Regions from separate parts of the Mus musculus genome. Here regions 1 and 2 are each linked to region 3. Evidence: chromatin contacts called from public Hi-C and Micro-C data. All regions are on one chromosome and are shown on one strand. The core of a region is the stretch at or near the end of the contact, and the rest is flanking DNA. Distances in the headings are between cores, read along the strand shown. Region 1 holds the start of 6430548M08Rik (RIKEN cDNA 6430548M08 gene). Region 2 overlaps 6430548M08Rik (RIKEN cDNA 6430548M08 gene). Region 3 has its middle 8.1 kb from the start of Gm32968.

Region 1 (2,700 bases), core at 77-2,576, 210 kb before region 3:
GAGGAGGTCAGAGGCCTATTAGAAGGCAGGGCAAATGCCACTAAATCTCATGAGGAGAAGTAGAGTTCCTCAATATGGAATGGGATCCCTTAGTGACTACATTTGTCTTCAGTGCTCCCCAACAGCTGTCTAGGTGAGGTCAGGGTTACAGAACTTGGTACCTAGTGCCATCTTCCTTCTCTGAAACAGGGGAGGGTTCCTTTAGCCCCGGCACTGTCCCCTCACATTCTACAACTTTTCTGAGCCTTATCTATAGTCTGTTGGACTCTGTTCAGAGCAGCTGTCCTTAGTGTCCACACAAGGATGAGGGCTAGCACCCACCCTTTCCCTCCAGAGCTGGCACCAAGTTCTCACACGCAGACGTCTAGGTGTGAGACCTTCTCCTGGGGTGGCCACGTGTCCCTAAACTTTCCAAGAACTTTAGCTCCCAGCCTTTCCTAAGGCTCTCTTAAACTTTCCCAAGAAGCCTTAGTTGGACAGATCTTCCCATCTGTTGTCAGCAAAGGGCAGGTGCTCGGTTACCACCATCTATATCATCTTCCTGATTGGCAGAACTCCAGCCCCCTGCCTAACCCTCAGGACTTCAGAAAAATCCCAGAAGTTCGGCCTTGGTTTTCTTTAGTTTTCCTTTTCCTCCCTGGTGCTGGGCATGGGAGTCAGGACCTTGACCACTCAGAGGCAGTGACCCGCCCCTGAGCTCCACCCCCCAGCCTCTTTGTTATTTCTTTATTGAAGAGATGTGGGAGAAGCTGAATGGCTGGACGTTGTGCTTACTCCTATTTATGAAAAGAGCCAAATCTACTGGCCTCTTAAAGACACGCCTTTCGGAAGACAAACGGGACTCAGCTGGCCACTCGCGCCTTCAAAGGCGTGTGGGTCCACGGGACCTACGCTGGGACTCTGCTACCCCAGGCCAGACCAGCCTCGAGGGTCACCTTCCTCTCCCAAACCACTTTTGCGCGCAAAAACGCCGCGACCTAGTCATCCTCTGCTGGAACTCTGTTCCTGAGCGAACCCGCGCGGCTGTCGGGAGGCGCAGGGACTAAGGGGCGCTCCCGCGCCTGCGTACAGGAGCTGAGCGAGGCCCGGCGCTCCCAGCAAAAGTGACAGCTCGCGAGTCACGTGGTGCTCTGGAGGCGTGGCTCCCGGCTTGCTCCAGAGAACTCGTACGTCACGCGGGGGAGGAGGGTGGGACTGGGCGTGGCGCCCCCTGTTGACTGACAACTCTCTCCGCGACACATCCAAAGGGCCCGACTGCTCGCGCGTCACGTGCACCTAAAGGGGCGGGGCGCTCCCGCTGACTGACAGCCCGCTCCGCCGCGCCTCAGAAGGACCCGGCACGGCTGGTCGCGCGGTGCATCCGCGGCAGCTGCAGACCCGACGGCGTCCTGCCCGCCCCCCTGCCCGGTCCCGCGGGCCGCCGCGGCGAGAGGGCCTCGGGCTGCGGTGCTGCGCTCGCGAGGGGCTGTGCGGCGTGGCTGCGCCGGGACCGGTGAGGAGGGGTCGCTGGCGGCGTGGGCGGGTCGGCTGGACGGCCGGTGCGGCGGGCAGGGCTGTCATTCTGCTGGTCTCAGTGGAGGGCCGCGAGCTGCTCAGAGGCCACGACCGCGCCGGAGCGGGCTGGGAAGGCTCGGACCCCGAGGCCGCTTCTAGGATTTGGGAAGACTCGGACCCAGTCATGCACGGGTCTGCGCTCGCCCGGAGTTGCAGGGTTGATGAGACGTGGGAAGGTGACAAGGGGAGGAGGAAGCAGGCTCGGCGGTCCAGTCCAGTGCCGCACACGGGTGCGACCTACGGAGTGAGCGGGAGCGCGGCTCTGCCGGCGCAGGTGCGCTGGCACGGGCTGGGCCCCCGACGTGGAGCTGTCCCGGTGGTGAGTCAGAGGTAGAGGTGAGCTGGCAGCTGGCAGGCCGGGCTACCCTCGCCCCAGCTGGGATCCAGCCTGTAACCCGATGCTGAGGTTCTGATTCATTCCCTTCGATCTGCCTCCCTCCCAAATCCTGAAAGCAGGACAGCGACACAGCATGAACCCCAAGACAGGGCAAAGAGGCTCGGGCATTAGTGAGCCGCATCCCTTCCCTCTTTTCCACACTGTGGTCAGAAGTAGGGATGTTTAGGCCTTTGAGGACCAAGATGGCAGATAAGCTGTTTTGACGGGCTCCGTGGAAAAAGTTGACACCTGGGATTTTCTTTTCCCCTCAAACACTGGTGATTTCTGGTTGGTGATGATGAGCTAGCTCAGTCTCTGTTGCAATCCAGAAGTTTCTTGGGATGGTTGTCTTTTGGATGGTCTGTGTCAGCTCATGTGGAGTGGACTCCTATCTCTTGAGAATGTCACAAGTATACGCGCATCACAAATCTTAAAGAAATTGAAGTGAGTTATCTCCGCAGATGCTAAATGCATTCTATCTTCATGGCAATGTTTGTTTCTTCCAAGGTAAGTGGTTTTAGAATAACCCCAAATGGCGCTGAGGGAGCTTCTCTGAGGACAGCCTCCCAACCCCCTGCGCCCCTAGAGAGCTATTGAGTGGGCAAGTCATGTGAATACCCCGGCTTTCTTTCCTTTTCTCCCTTCTTCGTCTTCCTTTCACAAGCGGAAAGTCATCGAGTTAAAAGGAAACGTCAAGGGGCTGAAGAGACGGTTCAGCCAGCCCTTGAGAGCATATTCTGATCTTTGAGAGCTCCAGAGTTCAGTTCCCA
Region 2 (2,700 bases), core at 164-2,663, 170 kb before region 3:
TGACCAGAGCAGCCACCCTGGGAAAGGAGCTGGGAGCCGGGAACACAGCAGGAGGGAAGCTTCCTTTATTAACAGCAGGTGCTGTGTGGCTTCCAGAGAGAAGGAGCTGATATTGGGAGGAGGACAGCAGGCATGAGACTCCCGGTGTGGGAGGAAATGTGGGATGCACTTGGGGTCAGGGCATGGCTGTCCACACTGCAAAGGAAATGACAGGAGGCAGGAATGCTACATGTGGGGACTCAGCTTTCTGCTCCAGCAAAGCACAATTCAGAGCAGGCTATCCTGGGAAGAGTCCGGGGTAGCTGGGGATAACTGAGCAAAGGTACAGAGCCTAGGGGTCTCTTTTGGCTCATGGTGTTGAAAGGACCAGTGTGCAGGAGTTATAGGGTGTCTTGTGCTGAGCCCTGCAGCCAGCCAAAAGAGACCAGTTCAACTCTTCAGGGAGGGTGCTGGACCCTCCCTATGGAGGCCTGGGCATGGGTAATCGAGTAGTCCCTAACAGCCCGCTTCTGCACGTGCTCCAGGTCTCCTGCTCCCAGCATCCCCAAATGGCCCAATTGCTATAGATCATGGCAGGCTGTTTGCTTGACTGGCTACCATCAAATCAAATAGAAAGCTTTATCCTATTCGCCCAGTCGGAGTCCATCGGCGTTTCCTTTGTGGTGTTACTTCCACTCACTGCCCTAAGGAAGGAATTCTGGTCTCTCAGACCTGCTGTGTGGCTCTCAGTGTAGATTTCTCTTCTTCCCAGATGCCAGCTCCTTCTGGCTACCTCTGCCCTCCCACCTGGCTCTTGCCCACTTCTCTGTGTAGTCTGTGCTTACTGAACACTCCGGAGAGGCCCGGCCTTCCCTTCTGGGGGAGCTTGCTAAGCCAGCTGCTTCTGACCACCTACCCTGTTGAGGAGACTGAGGGCAGCACCTCCTGTCCTGCAGTCCCTGGGAAGCACCTTCAGGCGCTCTCTCTCTCTCTCTCTCTCTCTCTCTCTCTCTCTCTCTCATCTGAGCTGCAGACTGCTTCTTACTCCATTTCTCCCCACTTTCAAGGCAAGCCCCAGCTGCCCCCGACAGAGCCCAGGGAGAAGCCAGCAGGCAGTATTGACTCCTACCTGAAGTCAGCCAACAGCTGGCTGGCAGAGAAGAAGGACATTGCCGAGCGGCTGCTGAAGAACACAGAGAACATGAAAGGCTTTTTCGGGGGGCTGGAGACCAAGCTGAAAGGACCGCTGGTCAGGAAAAATGAGTGAGTGTGCCCCAGCCTGAGCTTACTATATGGGAGGAGCGTGTGGCTTACCTAGTCCTGGCCCTGCAGCTGTTCTTGAGTCACACAGCTGCCAGCCCAGCACGACTCTGCACCCCAGAGCTTCCACATGCTGTCCACTCATTGACAGGCGGGGTCCAGGAACCATGTTTCCTGGGCTGCCAGGAGCCTGTGGCTTTGTTGTTTGGCAACAGGAAGTTGAACACTCTGTCCCTCCTTCCTCCTGCCACTGCCGGGAGAGTTAATGTGAGCAAAGCCAGGAAAGCCCTGGGCGCAATGTCTCCGGGAGAGGCTGCTCTTGCAACAGATGATGGTTGTTGTTTTGTGTGAGACAAGGTCTCTATGTGGCTCGGGCTGTCCTAGAGTTTTCTCTGTAGACCAGCCTGGCCTTGAGCCTCCGAGTGCTGGGATTAAAGTCATGAGCCACTAGACCGGGCCCCAGAGAGCTCTTAAGATGGGTGCATTGGTCACAGGGGGGCTGAAGCTGAGACATCTTAAGGAGAGGGCACAACAGTACAAGGACAACCATCCAGGGACCTGCACCGCTTAAGGCTTGGCTATAGCCAGGGTATGCCACCTGTCCCTCCATGTCCACACAGTAGGCCCACAGAAAATGGTACCAGGCAATCTCAGCACCACAGGCCTCAGTCCCCAGCCTGCCAATTGCCACTGTGTCACTGACCCCCAGCTTCTCCTCAGAGGAGTTGCACAGAGAATGGGGCAGCATCTGCATGTGAGGGCCTGGGCTCCTTCTTACTGCTGTGGTCTCTCCCTCCAGGGAAGATGAGAACAAACCTAAGGACAGACAGACGAAGACTGGTAAGAACACAGCTCTCTGGGCTGCCTAGGGGGTGGGGCCTGTAGCAAGGGGGAACCTGGGGCTGATGCCTGGGATTAAGGAGTGCCCAAAGGAAGGCAGAGTCTACCTCTCGGGCCTCTTAACCAAGACGCACCATCCAGGCCTCAAACTGGCTCACCATTAGCCAGCAACAAGAGCAAGCAAGTAGCAAAAGAAAGGGCTTTGCTGCCTTTCTAAGCAGACTAAGGAAATACGAAATCCCTAACCGCAGGGGAGTTCAACCAGAGGGAGGGTGCCACTTCAGGGTTCACATAGGGAAAAAGCCCTAATCTAAGGCTGCAGAAAGCTTCGTGGAGTTTGGACAGTGTAACGTGATGACTTTGTGGAGAAGCAGAGCGAGCTGAGGGTCTGTAGGATCTGCCCGTGGGGAGCCCAGCCCAGGCCGCCCTCAGATCTCCTTATTCCTGCAGTGACCATGATCAGCCCTGAGGATGAGCAGAAGGGGGAGAAGGTTTACCTGTACACGCACCTGAGGCAGCAGCCCATCTGGTAAGGCCCATGGACACTCTGCCCATCCCACCCGGCGCAGCGGCTGCCCAGTCCCTCAGCTGCCCGTGTCTCCAGCAAGGACGGTGGCCGTC
Region 3 (2,708 bases), core at 176-2,675:
TGGCTCCCAGTCTGGGGAGGTGGGAGGGGTGGGCAGCTGCCCAGCCCGTTCTCCAGAGGAAAGCCGGATAGAGCCGAGATTTCTCTGGGGCAGTTGCCTGCCCACGTGCCCGCTTAGCCCCTGGCAAGGCTGCCATATCATACCTCAGCTGTACTCTTCCAGTTTCCCGTCTGAATGTCCTGTGTTGGGAGGTGGGCTGAGAAGGGAAAGAAGAAATCAAAGAGGAGGAGGAGGGGGAGGAGAAGAAGGGAGGATGGAGGAGGGGGAGGAGGAGGAGAGGGAGGAAAGACTGCTTGAGTGCGCTCTAATCTTCTTCCCAGCCGTTCAGCCTTCAGGAGCCTCCAATTAATCATTATTAATTTAATCCTCAATGACTCAGCCAAGTTCTGACAGAGACCAGCCGAGATTTATCCTACCTGTTCAGGGGATGACCCTAACAGAATTCAGTGGGTCGTCACTGCCCGAGCCAGGCCCCCCTTGGATCCCTCTGTGGGGATTTACCGAGACCCATGGCTTTCAGGGCATCGATGCGTCATCTCCAGTGGCTGAGTCACAAAGTGGCCGGCTGGGTTGCAGGGCTAGCCTGGCGAGGCCTTGCCACTGGAATGGCTGGAATGGGGTCTAGGAGACTGCAGGTTTTCATAGGTGCCCCTAGCCAGTGATACAGAATGGGGGTGGCGGCTCCTCTTAAACCAAACACCTGAGCTCCCCAGGGTCAGTTCTTGGCTTACTCTAGTAGGCGGCAGTCAGTGTTCGCTGCTTTAACAAATAGCTCCCCTTCCCGTGAGCTGTTGTTTCCTGCAGTGAAAATGGTTATATTTTCCAGCCAGGCATGGTGGTGCAGGCCTGTGATTCTAGAACTTGGGAGGCTGTAGTAGGAGGGTCACAAGTCTGAGGTCAGTGTGGGCTACAGAGGTACAGGGTACAGCCTCTAGATTCCATCTGTGTATATGTGTGCATGTACACCACACACACACACACACACACACACACACACACACCCCTACTTCGAACAAAAATGCACGTTTTTGCTGACATTGTGGCCCAGGAAGTGACCCTGGGGCCCTAGCATTGTCCCTCCTGTGTCCCACCTGGCCAGCGATGCAGGAAAACAGGCAGAAGTGACCACTTCTTTATGATGCTGTGTGGCCATGTCAGAAAAAGGAGAGGGATGTGGTATGCACCAGCTGTCTAAGCCCAGCAAGTGCCTAGCAATCAGGACAGGTAGCCAAGTGACCGGAGGCCTACCCTGTAGCCCATGGCCTGTGGCCTTTCCAGCCTCAGGTCCAGTCACACAGAGGTCAGCACACGGCCAGGAAGTGAGTGGGTCCATCTTTGGGTTTCTCTGTTGAGTCACACCCAAGGGTGCTACCAGGGAGCTGCCTGGGTGTGGCTGCCCTCCGGTGGTCAGCCAAGGTGCTGCTCCTGCCTGTCTCCTGCACGAAGCCCTCCCTGCCACCAGAGGGCGCAGGAGTGCCTGTCCTCTGCGCTGACCCTGTCGATTCAATTGTCTGTCTATATGAGCCCCAGACATGAAGTGGCTGTTACTTGACAAAGAGCCTGCCCTGTACCAATGATACCTGGACTTGTTCCTTGGACCTTCACAGCACCCCCACCCGGGTGCCACATCCAGGTTGCTCCCATCTTACAGTTAAGGAAACTGAGGCATCAGAAGGAGCTGGTGCCTTCCAGCAAGGGCCATAGGGCACGTGTGGGAGGAGCTAGCGGGATGGTGGAATACACCTGCAGCTTGTTGCTTTCTGAGGTACCTGGGTGTCGGTCTGGCTGGTTGGAGGTAGGGACACCCATGACATCAGGAGGCCTTCTAGTAAATGTGGGCATCCTCCTATAGCCTATTGCTAAGGGAAGTTTTCTTATCCATTTATTAAGAGTTGAGCCCCGGGCTGAGTAATGGCTCCGTAGTTAAGAGCACTGGCTGCTCTTCCAGAGGACCAGGGTTCAATTACCAGCAACCACATGGCAGCTCACAACTGTCTGTAGCTCCAATTCCAGGAGATCTGGCGCCTTCACAGGTATACATGCAGGCAAACCACCGATGCACATAAAATAAAATAAATAAAATTTAAAAAGACTTGACTCCGCCCCCATGGGACTCCGACCCCATGCTGGGAGTGGTGGGATACAGAAAGGGAAAAAAAACCAAACCCAGACTGGAGTGGGTACCTTTCTCTCTGGTTTGATAAAATGTCCTGCAAAAGCAATGGATGGATGGAAGGAAGGAAGGAAGGAAGGAAGGGAGGGAGGGAGGGAGGGAGGGAGAGAGGGGAGGGAAGGAAGCCAGGCAGGCAGGAAGGAAGTGTTTACTTTTACTCTCAGTTTGACAGGACAATCCAGCATGGAGGTAGGAGCATGAGACCACTGGGCACATGGCATCCAGAGTCAGCAAGCAGACAGAGTCGGATGCTGGTGCTCAGCTCGCCAGCCTGTGGCGTGTTGTGGCCCTCAGTCAGACTGAGTCTCCCCCCCCCCCTCAATAATTAGGTCTAGAAACTTCCTCACAAACGTGATTGGACACTTGTTTCTTAGAGGTGATTCTGATCTGGCCAAGTGACAGTCGAGAGTAACCGTTATGAACACTGAACCCCAAAAATGGTCTTTGAGGGGAAGTTCTCAATGAACATCCCCAAAAGAATATATACTTTTTTTTTAAGATTTTTTATTTATTGATTATATGTAAGTACACTGTA

The links. A called contact is a pair of places that touch in the nucleus more often than the background predicts.
Region 1: a contact with region 3 is called in a Hi-C map of the MC38 cell line, with 5 times the contacts expected there. The contact joins the promoter of 6430548M08Rik here to the enhancer-like site in region 3. A contact is called at or near these places in 1 of 39 promoter capture datasets (liver), 1 of 484 Hi-C or Micro-C datasets (the MC38 cell line) and 2 of 115 datasets of contacts at active chromatin or transcription factors (both in embryonic stem cells).
Region 2: a Micro-C map of muscle stem cells shows a contact between it and region 3, with 7 times the contacts expected there. The contact joins two enhancer-like sites. A contact is called at or near these places in 1 of 484 Hi-C or Micro-C datasets (muscle stem cells), 1 of 115 datasets of contacts at active chromatin or transcription factors (embryonic stem cells) and 4 of 9 other capture datasets (adipose tissue, embryonic stem cells, liver and 1 more).

What each region holds. Positions count from the first base shown.
Region 1 is chr8:120,112,826-120,115,525 of GRCm38.p6, forward strand. It overlaps 6430548M08Rik (RIKEN cDNA 6430548M08 gene), which reads left to right and starts at 1,327. Exons shown (of 13, transcript NM_172286.4): 1 at 1,327-1,492.
Region 2 is chr8:120,151,393-120,154,092 of GRCm38.p6, forward strand. It overlaps 6430548M08Rik (RIKEN cDNA 6430548M08 gene), which reads left to right. Exons shown (of 13, transcript NM_172286.4): 6 at 1,047-1,242; 7 at 2,039-2,079; 8 at 2,530-2,608. Among named protein-coding and RNA genes, the nearest start is that of Cibar2, 25 kb to the right of the region's middle. Within about 2 kb of position 1,414, at least 54 of the 459 cell types and tissues checked have an H3K27ac peak or open chromatin away from gene starts, as enhancers often do. A contact at or near this core is called in muscle stem cells, where this site is marked.
Region 3 is chr8:120,318,241-120,320,948 of GRCm38.p6, forward strand. It overlaps a transcript of Gse1 not described here. Among named protein-coding and RNA genes, the nearest start is that of Gm32968, 8.1 kb to the right of the region's middle. Within about 2 kb of position 1,426, at least 58 of the 459 cell types and tissues checked have an H3K27ac peak or open chromatin away from gene starts, as enhancers often do. A contact at or near this core is called in the MC38 cell line and muscle stem cells, where this site is marked.